Linked DNA regions of Mus musculus: region 2 is linked to region 1. Evidence: chromatin contacts called from public HiChIP or PLAC-seq data. All regions are on one chromosome and are shown on one strand. Each heading gives the region's core, a stretch centred on a gene start, on an enhancer-like site or on the middle of the called end of the contact. The rest is flanking DNA. Distances are from core to core; before and after follow the strand shown. Region 1 has its middle 25 kb from the start of Tbcc. Region 2 overlaps AI661453 (expressed sequence AI661453).

Region 1 (7,306 bases), core at 3,910-6,409:
TCTACAATGTGCTTGGACCTTCAAATAAAAAGGGCCCAAAGTGCACATTGCAGTTAGGAGTGAAAGTGGGGTGAAGACTATAGCTCAGCCCAGTACAGTTCCCCATCACTAGGAGAATAAAGAAAGTGAACCCTTGCTTGGTTCACTTAGAAGAGATGCAGGCCAGAGAGATGGCTCAGCTGGTAGCTGTGCCATCCATTGAGTCTCGGAACCTAAATTAGATTTCTGGGGCCCACATAGTGGAAGGCAAAAACCAGAAATGACTCTGACCTGCACACAAGTATCACGGCATGCTAACACACTCACTAACAAACAAATAAAACATAATTTAAAAAGGGAGATGCGGCGGTGGCGGTAAGTAGCGCTGTGCATATATATGTGCGTGCCAGCCAGAGGTACCCACTGCGGGGGAACAGGAGGGCTGTCAATCGAGGTAGCGATGTGCAAGACGCATTCTACATTCTCAGGCGGGAAGGTGGCTCAGTGGGCAAAGACGCTCGCCATCAAGCGATGTCTTGATGTGACCTCCCATAGTGGAGGGAGAGAGCCGACTTCCCACAGGCTGTCCTGTGGCCTTCACAAGTGTTCATGGCATGTATGTGCCCAATATGCACACATGCACACACAGAAACACTAACAGAATGCACTAAAACAAAACTATTTTAATCCTCACTGTCCATCATCAAGGTTTTTTTTTTTTTTTTTTTTTTTTTTTTGGTTTTTCAAGACAGGGTTTCTCTGTGTAGCCCTGGCTGTCCTGGAACTCACTCTGTAGGCCAGGCTGGCCTCGAACTCAGTAATTCACCTGCCTCTGCCTCCCAAGTGCTGGGATTAAAGGCGTGCGCCACCACGCCCAGCCATCATCAAGGTTCTTATCCTTCTTTATATCTTTGCTTTTACCTATTCTAGAGCTGTGGCACTGGGCATGCCATATCCCCCGTCGGAGCCTCAACCCCCTCATCCATAAAATGAGGATAATTATAGTATTCACCTCTGAGAGTTATTTTAAGGCGTCAGGAACTAGTGCACGGAGGATGTCTTAGCAGGGCACTGAGAACCAGATGAGCCTGTGGACTCTTCCTGTGTGAGCAGCCAGTGGCAGCCTTCTGTTGTAGGCCCCACCATGATTTGAGGGTACTGTATTTGTTTGAAACAGGATCTCACTGTGAATCCCTTGCTGTCCCGGGACCCTCTATGAAGACATGGCTGAATTTTTTTTTTTTTTTTGGAGACAGGGTTTTTCTGTGTAGTCCTGGCTGTCCTGGAACTCACTCTGTAGACCAGGCTGGCCTTGAACTCAGAAATCCACCTACCTCTGCCTCCCAAGTGCTGGGATTAAAGGCGTGTTGGCTGAATTTACCTCCCAAGATCTGCCTGCATCTGCCTCCTGCGTGCCTGGATTAAATCTATGGGCCTCCATAAAGGCCACTGTTACTTCTTATACATGCGACTTTTTTGGAGGTGTGTGTGAGGGGATTAAAACAGGATCTCTCCATGTAGCTCAGGCTAGCACATAACTTGCTATATAAACTAGGCTAGCCTGGAACTTGCAGAGAGCTGCCTGTCTCTGCCTCCAGAACACTGGTGTTAAAGGTGTGCGCCACCTCATCCTACCTTTTTTACATCTTAGCCTCTGTGTGTGTGTGTGTGTGTGTGTGTGTATGTGTGTGTTTGTATGTGCGCACAGGGGCGTGCCACCCAGGTCATTAAGCTTGGCAGGAAGACCTTTGCCCACTGAGCTGACTTGGCCATCCTTGCCTTTTAAATGTCTCTCGGTTTCCTGTTCGTAAAAAGGAGGCAAGCAATACACGTATCTGAGGTTGGTGTATGAGCTAAAGGACATTGGTGACGGAAAACCCTTGCCCAGTGCCTGGTAGACATTCAATAATAGTTGCCGCTATTCTTGTGACTGCTACTGCTACAAGTAATGTGAATCTGGACAGACAGCTCAGCAGTTAAGAGAGTTTGTTGCTCTTAGGACCAGAGTTTGACTCTAGTACCCACCTTAGGTGGCTTACAACCACCTGTAATTGAAATCCTAGGAGAGCTGGTGCCCTCTTCTGGTCTCCACAGACACCCACACAGAAATACACATTCACAAACACACAAAGAAAATTAAAATAAATTTTAAAAATGGGGGGGGGGTGGCGAATGAGCATAGTGGTACAGGTCTTTAATCCTAGTACTCAGGAAGCAGAGGCAGGCGGATCTCTTTGAATTCAAGGCTAGGCTGATCTACACAGAGAGTTCCAAGCCGGCCAGGGGTCTGCATAGAAACATGGCCCCAAGTTTGGATGTGCACACCTGTTATTCCAGTGCCCAGGGGGCTGAGTGAGGCAAGGGGCTTACAAGTTGGTGGCCAACAGTAATACAGTGAGACCTTATTTCAATAAATTAATAAGTGACCGGATAATTAAATGAATGAAAAAGACAACTATATAGGGGAAGTCTTGTGGTGTGGCTAAATGACAGGCTACCCACTCCGCAAGCTGGGGGTCCAGGGTCTAATTCCCAGACCTCTCCTCCCCCCGCTAAAAAAAGGTCTGAAATTGGCTTCAAAGTGCTAGAGAGCAACATATTGGAATGCTGCCGGTATTCTCACTATCGCGTCTATGCTGTTACTTGGTTTAAACGACGAGTGACTACGAACACTCTAAGACGCCTCTCTAGATGCCCATGCTATTAAAGTCAGGACATGGTTTTCAAGCTGGTCATTTTCCTTGACAGGCTTTTTAAAGACTCTGAAGTCCTATCGAGCTTCTAGTCCCAAGACAAGGAGTTGATACAACACATCAGAGATGTTTGTTTTCAAAGGCAGCCAGCACTCCCACTGGCCGCCAGTCTCACACACCCAGCCTGTTTCCCCACAGAGAACATGAGGGGGAGGACAGCCACTGGGTTAGGAGGTATCACTCTAGCGGGAAGACAGCTAGGGGGCTAGGCTGGGACACCTCCCTGTGCTCAGGGCCCCCAGTGCCCTACCTGTCTTATGCACCCAAAAGGACGGGGGATGGTGCACGGTGTGGGTGTGTAAGAAGCCAGTCACGTGATCACTCAGGCAGTAGACTGGTATTTTGAAGCAGCGGGGAGAGAAATCAGTTTCAGCCAGGCTTGGTGGTGCACAGGTGAAATCCTTGCACTTGGGAGATAAGGAGCTAAAGGCAAAAAAGCCATATAGTGAGGTCAGCTATCTGGTGAGTTCTAGGACAGCCTGGGCTACACAGGAAGTCAAATCTCCCAAGGGAGGTCCATGCCAAGGGGCTTGCTCCATTATTGCACCCTCCTGAAAATGAACTTAGTAAGTGCTGATGAAAATGAGTTTGGGAGCGCTCCTGCAATCCTAGAGGCAGAGGTAGGAGGGCTGCTGCAAGCCCGAGACAAGCCAGGGCCCACTGCAAGACCCTTAGCTCAAAAACTAAAACAAGGGGCTGGAGAGATGGCTCAGAGGCCATAGTTCCCAAGGACCTAGGTTCCTTTCTCAGAATCAACATGGCAGCTCACCTGCCCTGAACTCTAGCTCTGGAGGACCTGACACCCTACCCTCCTCTGGCCTCCACAGGCACTGGGCACACATCTGATATACAGACACATGTACAGAAAACACTCAGACATAGAAAATGGAAAAACAAAAACAAAAAAACAATACAGTACTACGCTAGCCAGACATGGTAGCATACACCTTTCAGCTCAGCACTTGGGTGTCTAAGGCAGGAAGATCCTGGACCAGCCTGGTCTACTTAGCAAGTTCCAGGCCAGCGAGGGCTACATAGTGAAAACCCTGTCTCAAAACAGAACAAATAAGAAAACACAAATTAACAATACAGAATTGAAACATCTGAAGAAGGGGTCAATCTAATGGTCACTTATTAGAGAGAGAGGAAAAGAGAGGGAGGGGGAGAGGGAGGGAGAGGGGGAGGGGGAGGGGGGAGGGAGAGGGTGAGAAGGTATTAAGCAGGCCTCTAAGATGTATTCTCAACACTCTAAGAACACTAAGGAAGGCTGGGAGGTGGCTCAGTCAGTAAAGACCTAGTCAGGAAAGACCTCCCATGCACAAGCATGAGGACCCGGGTTTGAGCCCCAGGACCCATGTTAAAAAGCCAGGTGCTGATAGCATGAGCTTGTAGCCCCAGTGCTAGGGAGGCAGACACAGAGGTCAGCTAGGTGGGCTTATTTGATGAGTTCCAGGCCAGGAGAAAGGCTGTCTCCAAAACAAGGTTGGTCACCTCTGACAAATGACACCCCAGGTTGTCTCCTGGCCTCCACAGGCATGTGCACACAGGTGTGCACATACATGCGCGCGCGCACACACACACACACACACACATACACACACACACACACACATGAAGTAAAAAAGAGAGAAACCTGGGCATCCATCCCATAAATAACCACCAAACCCAGACACTATTGCAGATGCCAACAGGAGCCTGATATAGCTGCCTCCTGCGGCTCTGCCAGTGCCTGACAAATACAGAAGTGGATGCTCACAGCCATCCATTTGGACTGAGCACAGGGTCCCCAATGAAGGAGGTAGAGGAAGTACCCAAGTTGCTGAAGGGGTTTGCAGCCCCATAGGAGGAACAACAATATGAACTAATCAGTACCCCCAGATCTCCCTGGGACTAAACCTCCAATCAAAGAAAACACATGGTGGGACTCACTGCTCCAGCTGCATATGTAGCAGAGGATAGCCTAGTCAGTCATCAATGGGAGGAGAGGCCCTTGGTCCTGTGAAGGTTCTATGCCCCAGTATAAGCAAACGCCAGGGTCAGGAAGCAGGAGTAGGAGGAGGGTGTATAGGAGATTTTCAGAGGGGAAACTAGGAAAGGGGATAACATTTGAAATGCAAATAAAGAAAATATCTAATTTTTAAAGAGTGAGAGAGAGAAAGAGAGAAACCAAGGAGAAGGGACACTGCGGGACTAACATCCAGGGCCACATGGTAAAAAGCTGCACGGTTACTGGAACGGTGAGGAGTTACCGAGGTGTCAGTGGAGGACACCGTGGGCAAAGGTACGTATACTCTCACCATGTTCAAATGCACGTCACTCGGGATGAATCACAGCAGCCAAATACCAGTTGGGTACATGTGTCAGCTCCTTGTGAGTCATATCTAACACAACCAGGACATTGTTCAGAAACTGACAGTCAGAGCAGAGGGCACGGGTGCTCGGGAGGAACAGCTCACGAGGGCCTGGCATGAGGCCTTAGGAGTCCATCTTACCCACTGAAAGCAGGGCGCATGGAGAGGCACGTGACCATTTCTTCTAACCGTTCTAGTCTCCATATTTGTGACTCAAACCTTTCCCCTCAGCCACACCCTGGACACTGTAGAGTTCTTCTTCATTCTTTCCTTCAAAGCACAGAACCCACCCACAAGCCTCCCCTAAAAGCCAGGCCTTCTTCTCCACAGACATCAGGCTTCATCTCTTGCTTGCCCCCACCCCCACCCCACCCCCGGTCAATCTCCTGCCTAGATTTAGAGGCACCTCTCTAAATCTCAAAGTGGAATGTGTCCCATCACCATCTGCACCTCACTGACTGGGGAGTTGCTCTAACAACACAACCCCCCCTGCCCCCCCCCCCGCCCCCGTGGGTGAACAGCTCAGAACAGGCACATGCTAGTGCCTCAACCTCTGGCACTCCGTAATGAATTAAGATACAGATTCCTAAACCTAAGGCCAGGGGCTTAGGCTCTTGCCTGTAATCTCATCTTTAACTATCTGGAAAGCCTTGGGTCAGCCTGGGCTCTGTCAGAGCACTTGCCGGGGTAGGGGACCAGAGCTCAGTTCCAGCTCCAGGGGATCTGACACCTCTAACCTCCTCCTCGCCTGCACTCGTTTGCATATATACCCACATAGAGACACACAGGCCTACACATAATTGAAAACCGGGCCATGGGCATGGCTCACTTAGAGTTCTTGCCTAGCATGTACAATCCCTAGCTCTCCCTCCACTGAGCATGGCGGCTCAGCTCTGTCATCGTAGCAATCTGGGAGGCGGAGCCAAGAGGAACAGGAGTTCAAGATTACCCATAACAACACAGTGCACTTCAGGCTAGCCTGGGCTACATGAGAGTGTATCAAAATAGTGACAGGGGAAAAAAAAAAACTCAAAACAAAGAACAAACGACAGTAAAAAAAACCAGATTGCCTTGCGGGAACCCATAGGTGGAGGACATTCCTGGGAAGGACCAAGGCTTGAATCATACTTTCTTACTTTACTTGAGTATTACAGGTCGAACCCACTCATGAAGGCTAAACAGATTATCTACCACTGAGCTAGTGACATCCCCAGCCCAGGTACCAACTGTTCATTGTCTTTTCCAGCTTCCCTGGATACAGTCAGCGTCGGCGTCATCACCACCACCACCACCACCATCACCATCATCATCAATTACATTTTATCTATTCTGTGTTTTGCAGGGGACGTGTGTGTGGAGGTCAGAGGACAACCTTTGGAAGTCAGTTCTCCACTACGACCACATGAGACCCTGGGCTCAAACCCAGGTCCTCAGGCCTGGGAGCAGGCGCCTCTCCCTGCAGAGCCACCCCTCAGCACGACTCTCCTAGGAGACTCCCTGCCCCAGGACAACAAATGATTTGCATAGATCCTCTTCCTTCGTCTTTATTCTGAGGCGATCTACCAGAATCAAAATTCCACTTTGTCTTCAGTCCCCTCACCAGTAGCTTTCAAACACCTCTGACTGAGACTCTCTGTCTCAAGACTTATATTTCACACCAGAACACAACAGAAAGGAAGATTTTTCTAAAAAAAAAAAAAAAAGCCTCCAAGATTTGAAAGAACATCTGAGCAGGGCGGTGGTGGCACACACCTTTAATCCCAGCACCTGGGAGGCAGATTTCTGAGTTCGAGCGAGGCTAGCCTGGTCTACAGAGTGAGTTCCAGGACAGCCAGGGCTACAAAGGGAAACCCTGTCTCGAATCTCGAAAAAAACAAAAAACAAAAACAAAAAGACCCCAAAAAACAAACAAACAAACAAACAAACAAAAAAGAGGTAAGAAAGGAAGAAAGAAAGGAAGAAAGGAAGAAAGGAAGAAAGGAAGAAAGGAAGAAAGGAAGAAAGGAAGAAAGAAAGAAAGAAAGAAAGAAAGAAAGAAAGAAAGAAAGAAAGAAAGAAAGAAAGAAAGAAAAGAAAGAATGAATCTGAGCCAGGGTGTGGTGAGACACACCTTGAATTCCCTTTCATTCTGACATTCGGGAGGAAGACTAGTCAGGCCTTCGGCGTCATGCACAGCGACGATGAGTTTCAGAAGAGAACTGGACACAGTTCACTCTGTGGTGT
Region 2 (6,820 bases), core at 1,424-3,923, 580 kb after region 1:
TAGCTCCTAATGTCCTGGCCCCTCCCCCAGGGTCAGTGAGGCCCCCTCCAGTCTCTTACATCTTCTCCCCACCCACCTATTCTGGGCCTTTACTGCTGCCCCCACTGCCCCCACCCCAATCTGGGCAGAACCTCAGGAAGTCTATGGAAGATTCAGGCTAAGTCAAGGCTTTTAGGACTGCTCCGGCCTGGAGTACTGGGCCTCTTGAGGACATCCCTTGGGAACATTCTTTCTGCACAAACCAGGAAGTCCCCACTATGCAGAATGAGAGAGGACTGACATGTCAAACTAATAACCGAAACCCATTGGGTCCATGGGAGTGTGTTGTACAGAGCCAGAACTGAACCCAGGAGGGACGTTTACCACATTCCTTCAGTGCTGGCTAAGGTAGAGCTGCCTGCCTGGCCCCACCCTCCCTGAGAGCACAGCTAACACAGGAGTTCCAAAGAGCATATATCCCTGAACAGAGAGAGCCATCCCCTCCCTAACGCATGCCAAAAACCCCCACTTCACAGCCCGAGGCTCTAGCCCTGAGACCGGAAATGATTTGCATATTGTCCTGCAGAGCCCAGACCCACGCTCCCAGAGGCCAAGTCCCAGGTCCAAATGCCCCTCAGGCTGCCCTAACCTTCCCTCCATGCCCCACCTGGCAGCTTTGTCTTCCCCTTCCAGGGCCCTTGACAGAATTACTCCCACCTCCCTGGCCTGGTGCTCGCCACCCTCGTCCTGTGTCGCCTTCTGGATCTTGGAATCTTCGAGGCCCTAATGAAATGGTTTCAAGGGTGTGAGGAGTTTTAGCTGAGGACTCTCAGGATCCACCAAATTCAGACCCTTTGGCCTAATTGCTGCTCTGATCTTGCTTCAGGTTACAGGGCTGGAGTAGCTTCCAGCCTCGCTCACCACCTGCTCTGGGTGAAGGTCAGTTGAGTAGCTCATTTTTTCCTATCTGATCTTGGGGCCCCTTCCATAGGCTCTGGGCTTTCTTCCAGTGCCCCAGGTGCGAGTGTGGGCTCACTTGTTCAGAACCCCAGTCCCATGTCAGGGTGGGAGGGTCTCTGGGCCAGTACCTGAGCCTTGCCCCTTCTGCCTGGTGTGGTATTAAACCTCTAAGGGCCTCACTCAGTCCTTTCTTACCCTCCCACCTGCAGAGAGCACCTCCCAGGCCTGGAGGTGAGCAAGGGAAGCCACCAAGCAGCATCACCCTGGCAAACAGATGAGGCAGGCCCAGCCAGGGTCTTTGAGCCCTGCCTGGGTGTCTTCTGAATGTCCTCTCATCTTTTAAGAGCCAGCCAGGGGACAGGTTCAAAAAGAGGGTTGTCCTCAGGTGCCTTACTCTAAGAAATACTTTCTCGAGTCTCCATAACCAAAGGCCAACCATGAAACAGACCTTTGGGGTCCTTGGTCATCAGATCCCTGTTCCCAGTCCCCGCTCTACCTTGGGTTGTGGAGTTACAGAGGACCAGACCCTTGTTCTCTTCCAGGCCTCTGATTTCTTTAACCTTTGGTAGGGCTTACTACTGTGAATCGTCCCCTAGGGTGTCCCCAGCTGTGAGTTTCTGTGCTAAGTGACTATACGGGCACGGGAGGGGGCATGGCAAGCTCTTACACATGCCTCACACACAGATCCGGATTCTTCCTGGAGGAGGGTTGCTTTCTGGCCACCAGGCCCACCCACCTCACTGATCTGGGGTGTGGGGGAGGGGTAGGTTTAGAGCTACCACACAGCAGAAGTGGGAGGACCTCAGCTGTCATCAAGAGGGAATGTACTGCCGCATGGTGGTGCATGCCTGAGATCCCAGATGAGGAGAGCTGGGGATGCCGCTATGGTACAGGGCCATGTTACTAAATAAGGATAAACAAGAGCTGGGGCGTGGCCCAGTAACAGAGCACTCTCCTCCTCACATGCACCGTAAACTGGGTTCACTCTCTGTTGTGGGGTGGGGATAAGAACACAGAGACCTGGACCTGTGAAAGAACCTGGTAGATAAAGGCTCTTGCCGCCCAGCCCCATGACCCAAATCCAATCGCCAGGACCCGAAAGGTAGAAGGAGAGAGGTGACATTTGAGGATCATCCTCTGACCTGCACATACATGACCTGTGCACATGTGCATACTTGTACACAAAAATAAATAAATGCAATAAGATTAGTGACAAAATAATAATAATAGTAATAAGAATAATGATGATAATAAAAAATGCTGGATCCACGAAAGAGCAGGCTTGCTCTGGACTAGAGCAGGCTTGCCCTCTAGAGCAGCAGAGGCGGGTTTGGTGGCACACACCTTTAATCTCAGTGCCTGAGGCAGAAGCAGGAGGATCTTGGTGAGTTTCAGGACAGCCATGGCTACTTGGAGAGATCCAGTCTCAAAACAAAAGGAGCGGCAGACCTTGGAGCTGGGTCTTGGCCACAGGCCTCAGGAAGAGCAACCTCTCCCCTACTTCCTAGGGAAAATGGAGCCCAGAACTCAAGGCTGAGCCTGCCCTACGCTAAACCCTGAGCAGTAGCTGATTGTCCCGGGTGACCTCTTCTCTGCACCCCATCTGATCCTGCCATCCCCGGGCTGATGCTCATGAGAAATTTGAAATTAAATGTCCGTGTGGTAACTATGGGCAAACTGGCTGGACAGGTCTTGGAGTGCCCAGGGCGGTGAGAGCTCCCAGGGTTGCCCTGCCCTCTGAGTCACACAGGCCTGGTCCTGCCAAGGGGAGGAAATCCCTGAGCTGCAGGAGAGACCTACGTGTCTCCTCTGGGCCCACTCCCTCTAAGTCCCTGATTGCCTGGGAGCCCTCAACTCGCCGTGGAGCCCACCCAGACAGCTGGCTCGGGAACACATTCCTAAACTCAAGAGGGAGACAAGGCAGGCTGAGTCTCACTGATCTTGTAGGTGATGTTGAATGGAAAGGCTATAGAGTCTGAGGTGGCAGAGCTAGCAGTGAGCGCAGTGAGCATCAAGTTGGAGGTCTTACCGCCCTCCCACCCTCCTGACCCCTTCATTCACAAGAGTTCCTCAAAGCCAGCGACACCCTCATCCCCACCTATAAACAGCTGCCTCTTGGCTAGCCCCTGTCCTGACCTGGCTGCCTCAGGAGGGTTGACCAGGAAGATTTGTTAAAAGTGGAATCAGCTCTGGAAGACACTGTATGGAGGGTCGTCAGGGACCTGCTCCTTTGGCTCTGCTTACTGCTTGTCCTGGAGGGAGGGCTAGAGCTGAGACCTGGGGCAGAGGCCCAGCAGCAGCCAGGCCCCTACAGCTCTGACTCCAGGAAGCCAAGCAAGGACGAGGATGTGGGAAGCAGCTGAGAGCTTTGTTTGTTTGTTTGTTTTTTAGACAAGGATTCATGCATCCCAGGCTAGCCTTGATTTCCTTATGTCACCAGTGAGCATCCTAAACTTTTAATCAGTAATTAAAAATTCTATCTTCAGCAAACCCTTATTATGTCACCCTGGCTGGCCTGAACTCTCTGTGTAGACCAGACAGGCATCCACCTCAGAGATCCTTCTGTCTCTGCTTCTCAGTGCTGAAATTAAAAGTGTTAGCCAATAAGCATAACCATATACATAAACACACACATATATAATTACAGTCATTTATTTAGTGTATATGTGTCCTCTCCTATGCATTGCTCTGTGTGTCCTGGAGACCTAGCTCAGCTCATCAGGCTTTCTGGCAAGAATCTTTACCTACTGAGCCATCTGGCCAGCACACCCTGAACTCCAGATCTTTCTGTCTCTACTCTGGAATGCTGGAATTACAGGCATGCGCTACCATTGCCTGATTTACTGGGTGCTGGGAATTGAACCCAGGGCTTTCTGAGTGCTGAGTAAGCACCCCAAACATTCTGACAACTGAGGACACCCTCAGCTGAACTGGGGGCTTTCTGTGTTACCACACACGTAACTCTCTACCAAGTAGTCTACTGAGGAAGCTATCCCCAGCCCAACTGAGCTGATAGCTGAAATCACCCGCCCATCTGTCTGATTCAGAGATCTTAGATGCTATGGAGGCCATGGCTGGTCTTGGGTCTAAGTCATGTCCTGTCTTGGGCTTGCAGTGTTCTTCTGCCCACACCCCTACATTGCCCCCCACAAACCAGTGGCAGCCAGCTGGCCCTCACTCTGTTGAGCACCTTGATGCCTGTAAAACTCTTCTGTGACTCCCACTCTGGCTGGGCGTGAGGGAGGACCCAAGCCGGCCTGGCTGTTACTCTGGAGCAGGGTCTGCTCCCTCCCCCATCCCCCTCAGAGCTCCATATGCCACCTCCCGGTCCAGGGCACAGATAGGCTCAGGAGGAGGCTGGTGAGGAAGGCTTTCAGGCTCCAACACCAAGGTCAGCCATGCATTTACCTGCTGGCCCAACCTCTGGGGATCTACCCTTGGGGCTTGGCTGGACTCAGGAATCCCAGGCACGAGGATGTGTATACCAGGGCAAGAGGAGGTCAGTGGGGTGGGATGGAGTGTGGAGCTCTCTCGTAGCAGGGGTGAGCAGCAGACTCTATTGGGCAAAACTCGAGGCGGGGAGAGGTGGCTAGCTTGCTGTTTCCTCTACTCATTCTTTCCTCTCCCCTTTCCTTTCTCTTTCCTTCCACCCTAAAGTGATAGCAAAGGGGACAGGAGAGGATTCCTGGTGACTTGTCCCTGACCATAGGGAAACACCCATTTTCCCCAAAACATGTGCACAGAGGAGTCAGGGGGCCATGCCCTGGGCACAACATCTGGAGATTCAGGCTCTGACTAACCCACAGAGGGTTTTTGAGGTTTATTTATTTTAGTTTGTGGCGTGAGTGTTTTTGAATGCATATAAGTCTCTGTGCTATGTGTGTGTGTGCTGCCCACAGAGGCCAGAAGACGACATTGGATCCCTGGAACTGTAGTAACAGCCTTCTAGTGCTGGCAAATGAACCAGGCCCTCTGGAAGAACCCTTAACTGATGGGCCTCTCCAGCCTCCCACAAGGGCGAGCCTGACAGCAAACACCTCCCTCCTCTGCCCTGCTTTTCAGGGTCTGTGGGCGTGCCTCAGCCTCTGTAGTCCAACCATCCCAAGGTAGGTGGGGTCCACCCCACTTTATAGAGTCCAGGCAAGAACACCAAGTCCTGGGAGGCCGGAGGGGCACCCACTGAGCTTTGAGGGGTACTGTCTCTGCCTTTGTGATAACTGTTTGGGATGCTGCTTAGCTTGTTGTTTGGAAACAGAACTTCATGTAGCCCAGGCTGGCCCTTGAACTCACTGATCCTCCTGCCTCTGCTTCCCAAGTGCTGGGAGGGCTTTGCTACTATACCCAGCTCATATTTTGTTTTTGTTTTATGTTTTGCTTTATCTCAAGACGGGGTCTCCATATGTAGCCCAGGCTACCTTCCAACTTGTAGTAATCCCCCTGTTGCTGCCTTCCAAGTGGCAATTACAGGTGTGTGCCACCGGCCTGAATGCTACTCTATGTCTGCTTTACTCTAGTTATAAAGACTGGTCTTTAAAGATAGCCTGATTCTGTTGCCCAGGCTAACCTGGGACTCAGCCTGGTCTTCCTGCTTCACTCTCCCTCCATGGATCATGAGTATGAACCAAACACCCTACAATTAAGAATCATAACTATGTTGGATGGTTTTTTTTTTTTTAATTATAAATGAAACACAGTCACTTGTTAAGAAAGGAAGCTGAGGGGCTGCACGATGGCTCAACAGGGAAAGGAACTTGCCACCAAATCTGATGATCCCTGAGGCCCATACGGTGGGAAGAAAACATGATTCCCACAGGTTGTCCCTCTGACCTCCTCCGCAAGTTCACCGTAGTATGTGCACACACAAACATAAAGGAAAGTAGCTGGCATGGGGATTTGTGCGTATAATGTGGCAGATGGGATGCAGAGGCAGGAGGATCACCAGTTCAGGGCCAGTGTTGACTATATACAGAGTTAAAGACCAGCCCGGGCTACAGAGGCCTCTGGTTTCTTCGTTTCTTTTTAAAGGGAGAAACAGAGAAGGAAGAAAATAAGCCTGAATGTTCTTGGAGTCTTACCCCTCCCCTCCAGGCTCCCCGAATCAGCCTTGCCAGAGCAGTTGGCTCACTGCCCATGTCTTCCTCTGAACCGAGGCACCAGCCATGGACCCCGTGAGATAGCCCATGGCCCCAGCTTCCTGGTGTTGTCAGGCTGGGGAGACGAGGAAGTGCTGAGGCCCAGTTTCATGACATGACATTCTGACTGGCAGAGCCGGGCTGGGCTCCGCCCCAGACACTGAAGGAGGACACCTGCCATAGCAGGGAAGGGCATGGCCTTGTAAGGCTCAGGCGCTCACTGAGTGCCTTCTGCATGATGCCCACAGGCTGGTCCACCCCTTGGGGATGTGGACAGCCACCCCGTAAGTGCAGCGCATGGAGGCACAGGCTGATTCCCACAGGCAGCATCTTGGATGCTTTGCTATTTTACCAGAGCTAGAGGCCAAGGATAAAGTGGTGCTTAGGTAAGGAGGGCACAGCATACACACAGAGACACACACACAGATACACAGGCACACACAGGCACATATACATACTCACAGATACATATACAGACACACACACATGGACACACACAGACACACACAGGCAAATGTACATACTCACAGATACACATACAGACACACACATGGACACAGGGACACACGGACACAGGGACACACATACACCATGATTGCTGGCTGGTGGCTCCTGGAAACTCTGCTTCTGAGAACACCTTTCCTGGCCTTCCTCCCAGGAGTTAGACAACCACCCAGAGGCCACGGAAGTAAGCTGTCCTAACACCCTGTCCTTGTAGGGTGGCCTGAGTATCAACGTATATCTAGGTC

What was found. HiChIP or PLAC-seq counts read pairs in DNA pulled down with a chosen protein or histone mark.
Region 2: a FOXA1 HiChIP or PLAC-seq map of pancreatic cancer cells shows a contact between it and region 1. The contact joins two enhancer-like sites.

What each region holds. Positions count from the first base shown.
Region 1 is chr17:46,861,877-46,869,182 of GRCm38.p6, forward strand. It overlaps a transcript of Bicral not described here. Among named protein-coding and RNA genes, the nearest start is that of Tbcc, 25 kb to the right of the region's middle. Within about 2 kb of position 5,160, at least 98 of the 459 cell types and tissues checked have an H3K27ac peak or open chromatin away from gene starts, as enhancers often do. A contact at or near this core is called in pancreatic cancer cells, where this site is marked.
Region 2 is chr17:47,448,713-47,455,532 of GRCm38.p6, forward strand. All of the region lies in intron 2 of AI661453 (expressed sequence AI661453), which reads left to right. Among named protein-coding and RNA genes, the nearest start is that of AI661453, 15 kb to the left of the region's middle. Within about 2 kb of position 2,674, at least 72 of the 459 cell types and tissues checked have an H3K27ac peak or open chromatin away from gene starts, as enhancers often do. A contact at or near this core is called in pancreatic cancer cells, where this site is marked.